Regions from separate parts of the Zea mays genome. Here regions 1 and 2 are each linked to region 3. A link is a contact called in public Hi-C data. All regions are on one chromosome and are shown on one strand. The core of a region is the stretch at or near the end of the contact, and the rest is flanking DNA. Distances in the headings are between cores, read along the strand shown. Region 1 holds the start of LOC100284749 (fasciclin-like arabinogalactan protein 8). Region 2 holds the start of LOC100278124. Region 3 holds the start of LOC100384451.

Region 1 (3,383 bases), core at 456-2,955, 180 kb after region 3:
CCCGCGTGGACGCTTGTAACCCCCTACTGCAAGCGCACCTGACCTGGGCGCGGGACGAACACGAAGGCCGCGGGATTTCCACCTCTCTCACGCCCGTCTTCGGCCACCTCGCTTCCCCCCTTCGCGCTCGCCCACGCGCTCGACCCATCTGGGCTGGGGCACGTGGCACATTCACTCGTCGGCTTAGGGACCCCCCGGTCTCGAAACGCCGACACTATGTGTTCACAATCTGACCCGAGCCAGCAAACTGCTAGTTGCTGATGCATGCTTGTCATGCTTCTCCGCTCGCGCGGAGGCGTAAACATAGAACATTGTTGTTGGCTTCACCGCTTTACTGGACCACACTACACCTGCGACGTCGCGGCTGCAGGCGTCGAGGGCGGTGGGGAATTTGGGGTCGATTCGAATCATATGACCCTATCGAACCTGTTTAGGAGCAAGGATAATGGAGGAGGTGGAAATGCCAAAATCCCTTACCCGGAGGGCTTATTTGGGAGCAAGAATATCGAAGAAGATTAGATGGACTGAAATCCACTTGGTATTTAAAATTAAATAGGAAGAAATTTTTAACTCCTCTAATCCCCTCCGATATAGGTCAGGTCCTCAATCGTCTACATTATCCTTGCTACTAAAGGAGTCACTCGTGTCTGAGTCCTCACCTTGTGGCACATCGAGGCCGGGCCGCTGCCGCCTGCCAGTCCGCCAACACCACAGCTGGTTTCGCCGGGCACACAAGCCATCTAGCTGCATCGGATTCGATCGGAGCTTTTTGTGCTTTAGCGCGGCTGCAGCTCAACTTACCCTCGCCTGCGGTCGCCGGGGATCCAGCGGAAAGCGACGCCGGCACGTGCACTTTGCACCGCCCAGCCCAGGGGCCATTCTGCTTCAGCAGCCGTCGTCGATGCACCCGGCACACGGCCGTTGATGGCCGTCGAGAAAGCCACGGACCGGATCTAGAGACAGAGATGGCCTTTTGACCCTGGAAAACGCAGCGCAAATCCGCCACCTTTAAACTAAAAAAAACAAAAGAAGCTTCTTCACAGGCACAGTCCTACGCAGCCGTTGGAAGCTAAGATCTGGAGGAGGAGGAGGAGGAGGATGGTCTAGCTAGCAACTGTTTGCCCACATTGCATGTCTGGGGCCGGTGAGCGTATGGATTTGGATTACACTAGGCAGTCCGTGTACTACGCCCGTATAAACATTTGATGACCGGCCAATTGATGCGTGGGTAGCGTTATCATAAGACACCGGAGCACGGCAGAGCACACGCAATTAGTAGGCGTGTGAATTCTGTTTCGCTCGCTGTGGGCCACTGGGCCGGTCATCATTCTTCTCGGCTGTTTATTGGCATGCTCGAAAAGCATATGTATGCACAGCTAGCTAGAGCCAAGAAGCGGACAAGCTAATGTGTATGGTTCATCCATTCATGAGATGGGTGTTGATGGTGCTGGGCAGATCAGGAATGGCGTTGCACGGCACCAAAAATCAAGACCAAAGAGGAAAATATGGTAGGAGCGGGACAAGAAAAAAGACTGTTCAGAGGATCAATAACCTGCTACAATGACAGAAGGAAAAAAAAACAATGGCATGCCTTGCAAATAACTTGAACAGCAGGGGCCAGTGGTATCACGCTCACACAAGGAGCTGAAGTGCACGCCACCACTATCCATCCTGCTCCGGTGCTCCCACTCCCGGACTCCCCTCAGTCCCTCACTCCCACGCGCACGCATAGGCATAGCAAGCACCGCGCCCAGCCGGCCGCACCTCCGCTCCGCGCTCTCGCCCCGCCCACACAATGCGCCGCGCTGCCGCGATCCTCCTGTCCCTCGCCCTCGCAGCCGCCGCCACCACCACGGCGGCGGCGGCCGTGGCGAAGGCTCCCGTGCCGCCGCCGCCGCCGCCGCCGCCTCCGAACGTGACGGCGGAGATGGCCAAGGGCGGGTGCAAGGCGTTCGCGGGCCTGATCGCGGCGTCCCCCGACGCGTCGTCCACGTACCAGTCGGCCGTGGAGGGCGGCATGACGGTGTTCTGCCCCTCCGACGACGCCGTGCGCGCCTTCCTGCCCAAGTACAGGAACCTGAGCGCGGACGGCAAGGCGGAGCTGCTGCTGTTCCACGCCGTGCCCGTGCACTACTCGCTGGGGAGCCTCAAGTCCAACAACGGGCCCATGAACACGCTGGCCACCGACGGCGCCGCCAGGAACTTCAACTTCACGGTGCAGAACCGGGGCGACGTCGTCACCATCGCCACGGCCGCCTCCGCGCCCGCGCGGGTCAAGTCCACGGCGCTGGACGAGGACCCGCTCGCCATCTACGTCATCAGCGCCGTGGTGGAGCCCGTGGAGCTCTTCAAGCCCGCGCCGGCGCCGGTGCCAGCGCCCGCCCCCGCCCCCGCTAGTGTCGCGGACGCGCCCAGGCCCGGCAAGGCCGCCGCGGGCCGGCGCCACCCGCCGCCCGCCGCGGCCGACGCGCCCGGCCCCGCCGCAGAGGACAACGCGGCTCCCGTGGACCAGAAGGACGCCAAGAAGAGCGCGGCCGCCGGCGCGCCGTGCGCTCTGTGGTGGCTCGCCGCCGCGCTGGCCGCGGCCTCAGCATTGGCTTAGCGATCGGTGTTGTTTGTGCCTTTAGTTTTTTCTTCCGGTGTTGATCCATTGGCGTGCGATCGTGGTTTGTGATGGCGTATTTGCGAGGTTTGTGCTTTTTTTTTTCTCGATCGGGAGAAAATAGTGTATGCCTGCTTCGGTTTAGATGTTTCTTCTTGCCTTTTTTTTTCTAGTTCTACCTGTTACCACAACTAGAGTGAGGATCAGCGCGTGTTTATCAGGAGGTGTTTGTATTTTTGGTTATGATGATGACGGACGAGTGAGGTCGGGGCACTGAATTGCTGCTCTGTCTGACGGCGACGAGCTTCTGGTGGTTTCCTTGTTATCGTAGGTTAAAATCGCTGGTATGGTACGCCAATTTCTAATGTTCATGGTCAAATCTCACTAACGAAATCTGACTTGCTACGGCCTTCATCGGAGCGCATAAACAAATGCATCGCCGGATCTCCGAAGCGAGTGCCGCCCCTACGCATTCATTTCTTGCGCCCCCAGTTGTCGGTGGATGCCATTCATTCGACACTCATCGCAGGTCAAACAACCCGAGCCACACACCACAAAAGTATACTACGCCTATACTACTGCCAATAAAAGACAAGTGGAGTGTGGCAGTAATAAAAACAAGGCCCAAGTGTTGGCTCAGAGTACCAGAGCCCTGGAGCCTGGAGGGCTGACGCAGCACTGCGGAACCGTGAGCTCCACGGGGCTTCTATTCTTGGCGCCGATCATGTGCGATGGAGCACGAAAGCGAGCAGTGCGCCACCGACGAAACGGTGGGCCTCTG
Region 2 (3,622 bases), core at 567-3,066, 220 kb after region 3:
AGCCATTGATCAGTTCAATTCTTGTCTAGACTTGGCAGTAGAATCTGGAGCTGACAAGGAGTCAGATGAGTACTTTGTGACAAGGAATCAGGTTACCCAAACCGTAAAGGTTACCTTGCTCCTTACAAAGGTACAAAATACCATCTGCCAGAATTCCGAAATGGTCCGATGCCAGGCGGTAAAAAGGAGAATTTCAATTACGCACATTCTTCTCTTAGAAATGTTATTGAGAGGTCATTTGGTGTGTTGAAAATGAAATGGAGGATTCTATTGAATCTCCCTAGTTATCCAATGCCAAAACAAAGCAAAATAATTATGGGATGCATGGCACTTCATAATTTTATTAGAGAGAGTTATCTGGGAGACAAGGACTTTGATTTGTGTGACCATGATGAGAATTATGTTCCTGAAATTGGTGAGTCATCTACTGCCGGTGCAATTAGTCAAGACGTCGTTTCAGTTCAAGGTGAAGACGACTACAATATGAATGAATTTCGAGAATGGATATGTGATGGTTTGTTTAGTAGAATGTAAAATGCATTGTGTGTAATAAATTTGTGTATCGTTCTGGACTGTTCTATTATTTGAAACTCATTTGTGGCAGCTTCTCAGTTTGGCATTTGGAATATTTGAAATATATTTAAAATATATTTGTGGTTTGTTCATATTGGATGCAATGAAACGAGAGAGATCTTGTAATTTTTGCTTCTGTTGTGCAAGCAGTTGCAGTTTCCTTTTGGTGGCATTTGATTTATAATATATTTCACAGTCGCATTTGTAAACAGTCGTATTTGAAATATATTTCAGTTCACAGGTGTTTGTATTTCAGTTTCAAATATATTTCAGTTTCAAATATATGCTCAGCAGCACAGTTCAGTTCAGCAACACAGTTTCAGCTCAGCGCACAGTCTTATTTGCAAGCAGCAGGGGCAGGGGCAAGAGTGAGGGCATTTTGGTATTTGTATACTGCTTTAACTGTGTTTAGCTCATGTTTAGTCTCTAGAACCAAACAGGGTAGGGACTAAAGATTAGTCTCTTGACTAAACTTTAGTCCTAGGACTAATAAAACCAAACAGCGCCTAAGGCCCTTTTTGCTAGGTTCTTTCAAGGGCTCTGTCAGCAGCTCCTCCACATAATCTATTAGGACATGTACAGTGGTAGTATTTAATATATAGAGACTTTTGAAGTGTTTAAAGTGGTATTTGCAAAAAAAAAATCGTGGTGTTGTCTCTCTATAAAGAGATGTCTCTGGCTCGTAACCCAAATAGCAACAGAAGTATTATTTATAATTGTACGAATTCGTCTTCTGTTCTGTCGATCTGATGTTGTATGAAAGCATTTAATTCTGTATTTATTAATTCACTATTTTTATATACACTCTATTGTATAATAAAGTCTTTTAATTGTCTTTTATGTTTGAAGAACTATTTTAGTGTCTCTCCATTATATATGTCTGGTAGGCTTTTTTATTGACTTCTCCATAAAAATAGGAAGAAGATGTGCCTAGAAACTAAGCGAAGCCGAAAGCCTAAAAAGATGCTTTTTCGGTTCTTCATGTCATTCCCTCTGCTATAAAAATAGGAGTTATGTTTATAATAAAATAGGGTGATCCTTTAAAAGCTCTTTTTGAACATAAGAAAATATTTATTTAGAAGAGCTAGAACAGAGCTGAAGCTCATGATACAAGAGCCCTGTTGTGAGTGCTACGTAGCATGTGTAGATGGACTAGGACTATTTGTGGCGGTACCAAACGAGCAAAACCCCAGAGGTAGGAGCACGAGTCATGAAGTAGCACTGTCGCATCAGGCCGACAGCCGTTCGTACAACCTAAAAGAAGGGAAGCAGAGCAATGCCAACGCGGCGGGGGCGGACCAGGAAGGGCGAACGCCGGATCGACGCGGCCATCGACCACTTCGTCGTCATGGGCTACGACGCACGCGACATTAGCGCCGTCGTTGCTGATCTCCTCAAGGTGATTTTCGATTACGTCCTCTCCCTTCTTAGTTCTTTTTTCCTGCAAGCAGCATCGTTGGGCTATGGCGGCGTTGTAGGGTTTTGGTTTCCTGTTTCTCCGCGGATCGATTGGGGGTCCGAAATCTGCTGCTTTTTTTTGTGCCTTGGACAGCCAGTTCCAAGGCGTTCTCTTGTGTTTGCGGCGATCGGCGCTTCAATTCGAGTGTGAATGAATGAATGCGCTAGCTGATCGATCAATTGTGGTTTTTCCACTGCTATGGCTGTAGGTGTACGGGGGCCCTGATGCGTGGCCCTTACTGGAGGAAGGCTCCTACGAGGTTGTGCAAAACAGGCTCTTCGAGATTGAGGACGAGGAGAAGCAGAAGCAGGACCAGCAGCTGCTGCTGGAGCACCACGACCAGCAGCTGCTGCTGGAGCACCACGACCACCAGCTGCTGCTGGAGCACCACGACCAGCAGCAGCTTGATTGCCAGCAAGTGGAGGATGAGCGTCCTCAGGTTGGGTGATTCCTCATTTCTTTTTGTGGTCTCTCTCAGTAACCACGTGGTCTCTCCTTATCGAAAGACCCATGCATGGTTTGCCCAACATGTCTACTAAAGACCCATCATCATCCATGGTTTCTCAGTTTGACCTCACTGCTGCAAGGCCACCTAGTTTCAATTGTGAATACGTGGAGATTGACATCTGAAAATCTGAATCTTCCTGCAAACCAAGACACATCTTTTGTCCGTTAGCATTCATGCCCTGACGTCTCATTGTATCCGCTGTTATCACTTCGTTGGTACCGGTCCAAGTCCCACCTAACCAATGTTAAGCGGGGGACTTCTGATAATATCATTTTTCTCAACACCTCACAGGACACCTGTGTATTTCCATGTTGAAAAGAAGGTGGCCTCAACTACCAATTAGTTCGTTAGTTGGTTCAACCCAGCTAAAATCAGCTACTAGTTAGCCAGCTAATTCCACTAGCAATTTTTTAGCCAGCTAACTATTAGCTCTATTGCATTGAAACAGGCCCTAAGTAAAATATACTGACATCTTGCACATACTCCTAAGTGGTGCAAGCAACCTGCTTCACCTATTCTTCCACTGCAAGGCTTCTAACTGAGATCGTGCCACATTTTTTGGACAAACTATTCTGCTCTTTATCTCTTTCCAATTGCGTAAAACCATCATTGTATCAATAAGTTTGGTGGGTAGTTCTGAAAAAACTGGTTTCACCACCAAGTAACTTCGAGTTGGTATTAATTTTTGTTTCAACCCAACATTCTTACTTAGTTACTTGTTACTTCTGTATGTGTCCATGAACATTTCAATGCCTAAGCATGCAACGTGAACCAGTGTAAATGAAAAGTTTTATATTATGCTAAAGTAAATATAGTTGTCATTTTGTGTTTGTACAATAATCTATCTTGGATATTTCCATGACTTTTGGTATCACTATTGCCATTAAGTCCATTACGCTACAGTGATGATGTCAAATTTGATGCTGGCACAATGCAGCAAACTGAAAGTTAACCAACTGCCAGTCTGTTGTTTCTTCTAATTGTAGACCTTTCGGTGGATATTCATTAATTTATGATTATGGTTTCTGTTGTCATCCAATCGACAAATGCTTATGCATGTTGTGGAATTCTCAAATAGGATG
Region 3 (3,715 bases), core at 218-2,717:
GGATCCCATCTCCACTCTTCTCTTGAGCCTCGGAGGCAGCTGCTTCAGGATCCGGACCTCGTCTCTCAGCGACGCTATGAAGTAGTCCACGTCAAATATGTCTTGGAAATCGCTGCGAAAGAATAAACCGAAGAAAACGGTTCTTTTTAGAAAGGGAACAGAAAAGAGAATCGGTATAGAAAGAAAGAAAGGAAAATAGTACCTGGGATCAGCCCAAAATGAAGCCTTATCCAACTCCGGTACGATGAGAGTAACGTTCAGATACCTTGCGATGGTTACCATGTCACAAATCTGTCTCAACAACAACAACAAGAAATAGGTGGAACCTTGAGGCCTGAATTTTCAGTATCAGACACATTATAAAGCTTAACGATGGCAGACATTCATAGATGTAACTTGTGACAATTGTATTTAGATTTCGATACACAGTGCTTACTGCTGCTCGCATCTGGTTAAGCCCGCCGTTGCAGGAGACCATCAGATAGCCGTTGTTCCTGTAGATTCCTGCACGTAGTATTGGTAAAAATCAAACGATCGTCCATGCTTTTACTGGTGCCTTGACGTAATGCGTAGGTACATGAAGTCATGAAAAATACATGGAGCGGTCAAATGGAATTAATCTGCAGAGCTAGGCCGGCAAATAAATTGGCCGGTGACTAGACAAAGCGAACACAGAATTGAATTGGACTAGAAATAACCTACATCGAATACGTACACTGCAACTGAAATGAGAAAGATTAGACAATTCAAAGTTCACTGAGGGGGGAGGTTGTGGGGAGAAGATGATCTCTTCGCGGTAAGAAGGGAGAAACGACTCACACCGAAAGTTCTCAAAGGGGAAGGACAGAACCAAGAAATTCCTGACCAATGGAAGAAGAGAAGCTTGATTCCAAAAACAAAAAAAAAACATGAACCAAGAAGCCACCAACTTACTTTTGGGTGGGAGCACCACCAAAGCGCGCGCTGCCTGCGTCTGGCCGGCGTCCGCCACACGCTCCGATGGCCTCTGCACGACGTGCGGCTGGTTGAGGCAGCCAGGCCACCTGGAGAGCACGCTGGGCGCCCAGAGCTCCCGGTAGGCCGCGAGCTGGACGAGGCACGTCCAGAGCAGCACGGTGCTGGCGCGCGCGACCCACAACCTCACCCGCGCCGACGAACGCCGCGCCTTCTCGGACTTCCCGCCTCCTCCTCCTCCGCCGCCGCCACCCATCTCATCCGAGGCACGACGAACGTCCCTCGTAGAGTCCTAGGCCACCTGAATAGTGTGGTTGAGGCTCTTGCGATCTTCCGTGTCCAAAGCTTAGTTCTTCTCTCTCGGTGGGTGTATTGCCTCGCCTTCCTTTACGATTATCGGCCCGGCCGCCGGCCCTTACCAAGAAAAAAAAAACAGTGTGCGCGCGAGCGGACGTGCCGGCGTGGCCGTGAGAGGTGAGAACTGCGGCGGCGGGGCAGGGGGCGCGTGTCAAGTTCGCGCCCGTGTGGATGGCCGCCCAGCTTGGCTTATTTGTACGCGCACGGGGCCTGTCCGTGTGCAAGAGCCGAGAGGGAGGCCTGAGACCCTGCGTGGGCAGAGGCTACGGGCCTGTGAGGGGAAAACCAATGTGCGGGGTCTGTATGTCGGGGGAACAGTGGACATGGACTCGGTGCAGGAAGCCTCCGGTTTGACTTCAGCACGCGCATTGGACAACTACAGATGCGAGTCGAGTGCATCTAGTTTTGTCCGAACCCAATTTTAAAGCATTAACTAGTGTAGTGCTAATATCTAAAAGATAAATGTTTTAAATTTAAAAGATGTATATTGTAAAGATAGGTTCTCAACAAAGAAAAAGTCTGTTAACGTCGGTTTGTGCTGCCAGAAGATTTTGAGATTGCTAATAAAAATTCCGGCTTATATATAAGATAGACTGAGATATATGAGACTGGAGATATATCAGAGAAAAAACGGGTCATCTGCAACTAGTGACACTGGCATGTGGGGCAGGATTAGGCTATGACCCGCACGGCACTTTTGAATGTTCTGGCCTGCCAAGTGCCAAAGAGAAATAAGATGCCACAAATGGGAAAGTTAAAAAAAAAGGAGTGGATGACAGCCGGAATGTCCGTGGGGCTGCTTCTGTGCATGGATCCCATGGAGCCATCCAAAAACCGAGGGGGGCCTCATCGTCTTCAGCTTGAGAAAGGCCAGTGAGCCACCCCTGGCTGGAGCCAGGCATCGCTTTGCGTATAGGGAGAGGAATGTTTGCTCTGGACCAATCGCTGCGAGATTGCTCTTCTTCTCGCAACGGCATCACATTTGGCGTGCTACCAAACTGGCACTGGGTTGGAGCAATAGCGGTAAGATTCTGGTATCGTCTTCAACAGAAAACTTGTCTGATTATCAGGGTTATACTTGCATAAGCAGCTGGCACGCGGTCGTCACAATTGACACGTAAGGTTTTCTTCTGTCAAACAAACACTTCTGGGAGCAGCTGTCTAACCTAGCCTGAACCTGTCGACTTATTATCGTCTAGGACACGATCAGACATGGCAAGGCGTGAACTGATGAGTCAGTACAGGATGAACCTGACACGCGCGCTCTTGCTCCCCCACTCTCCCCGTTGGTAGCCACCCTTCAAGCGAGCTCTACCACCTAGAGTGCCGTTTCTGCGAAGAAGAGACGGTGCTTTTCACTGTTACTATCTCCTCCCTAAAAATAAAACCATTTCTTAGAACTATGCCAAACTATATTGTACTTGACCAACTTTATGGGAGATGGTAAGATCGTTTACAACACCAAAATAAGCATATTATGCAACGTTATTTCATGATGCGTCTAGTGCTGGTATTGATTTGGTCTCGCAGATATTAATGTTTTTTCTCCTTCTTCTATAAATTCGATCAAAATTAAAATAATTCGAATTAGGAGTTACTCCTACTTAGAGGTTGATTTCATTTGGAACGGATCCAAGATGCATTCATTAACCGAGTAAGGGCTCGTTCGGTTGATATGGAATGGACTACCGGAACTGTTACTGGCCAGATTGCTTTTCTAATTTGTATAAGTTTTTATCAACAGGAACAATTCTTGGTGCGTTCCTGCAGAATCGAACAGGCCCTAAGGTGGTTTACTTCCACTCTACGACTATCACTACTCCCTATATCTGTATCACCAATGCATCAACACTGACACCAAGGAGCTTGAAAGACAATCCACGTACTATAGCAACAGGTGGGAGCAAATAAACCATAGCAATAGAACAATCACCACGCATTCCAAAGGTGACGCAATAATCGCGTCATCATAGAAACCAACGCAGCCGGCGTCCTGCGTTTTCCAGCAAGCAAGCGGTGCTCTGCCTCTGCCTCAGACGTACTAACACAAAAGCACTGGCTGTGTAGCAGTGCTCAACACAGCAGTCGGACAAATAAAGTAACGCCTTCTGAAAAAAAAATGCATACATATGTGTTTCTCAATTTTGAAGAAGCGATTTTATTGAATCTCAAATTTAAACCTTTTTATCTATTAATATGTCTGAATTATAAAAATATATCATAATTAATGTCTGAATTATAAAAATATATCACAATACTGGACTTATTAGACATCATAAATAGTAGTACTTTAATTCGTTTTTGGACGGAAGGGAGTAGATAATCTCACGAGACTGCCTTTCGATGCCCAATCCGAATGCGATGGCATGCGCTAGCCCGGCATATAGTCAAATCAACCACACCA

Evidence for each region. A called contact is a pair of places that touch in the nucleus more often than the background predicts.
Region 1: a contact with region 3 is called in a Hi-C map of endosperm, with 2.4 times the contacts expected there. The contact joins the promoter of LOC100284749 here to the promoter of LOC100384451 in region 3. A contact is called at or near these places in 4 of 25 Hi-C or Micro-C datasets (bundle sheath, ear, endosperm and 1 more).
Region 2: a Hi-C map of tassel shows a contact between it and region 3, with 3 times the contacts expected there. The contact joins the promoter of LOC100278124 here to the promoter of LOC100384451 in region 3. A contact is called at or near these places in 3 of 25 Hi-C or Micro-C datasets (ear, leaf and tassel).

What each region holds. Positions count from the first base shown.
Region 1 is chr7:135,753,338-135,756,720 of Zm-B73-REFERENCE-NAM-5.0, forward strand. LOC100284749 (fasciclin-like arabinogalactan protein 8) reads left to right here and starts at 1,706. Exons shown (of 1, transcript NM_001370679.1): 1 at 1,706-2,763. The coding sequence starts at 1,796. The coding sequence ends at 2,602.
Region 2 is chr7:135,794,468-135,798,089 of Zm-B73-REFERENCE-NAM-5.0, forward strand. LOC100278124 reads left to right here and starts at 1,817. Exons shown (of 4, transcript NM_001151503.2): 1 at 1,817-1,972; 2 at 2,241-2,471. The coding sequence starts at 1,850. LOC103632906 reads left to right here. Exons shown (of 4, transcript XM_008654620.3): 3 at 1-91; 4 at 847-945. The coding sequence ends at 945.
Region 3 is chr7:135,572,910-135,576,624 of Zm-B73-REFERENCE-NAM-5.0, forward strand. LOC100384451 reads right to left here and starts at 1,468. Exons shown (of 8, transcript NM_001176987.2): 1 at 934-1,468; 2 at 437-504; 3 at 203-291; 4 at 1-112. The coding sequence starts at 1,210. It also overlaps a transcript of LOC100285233 not described here.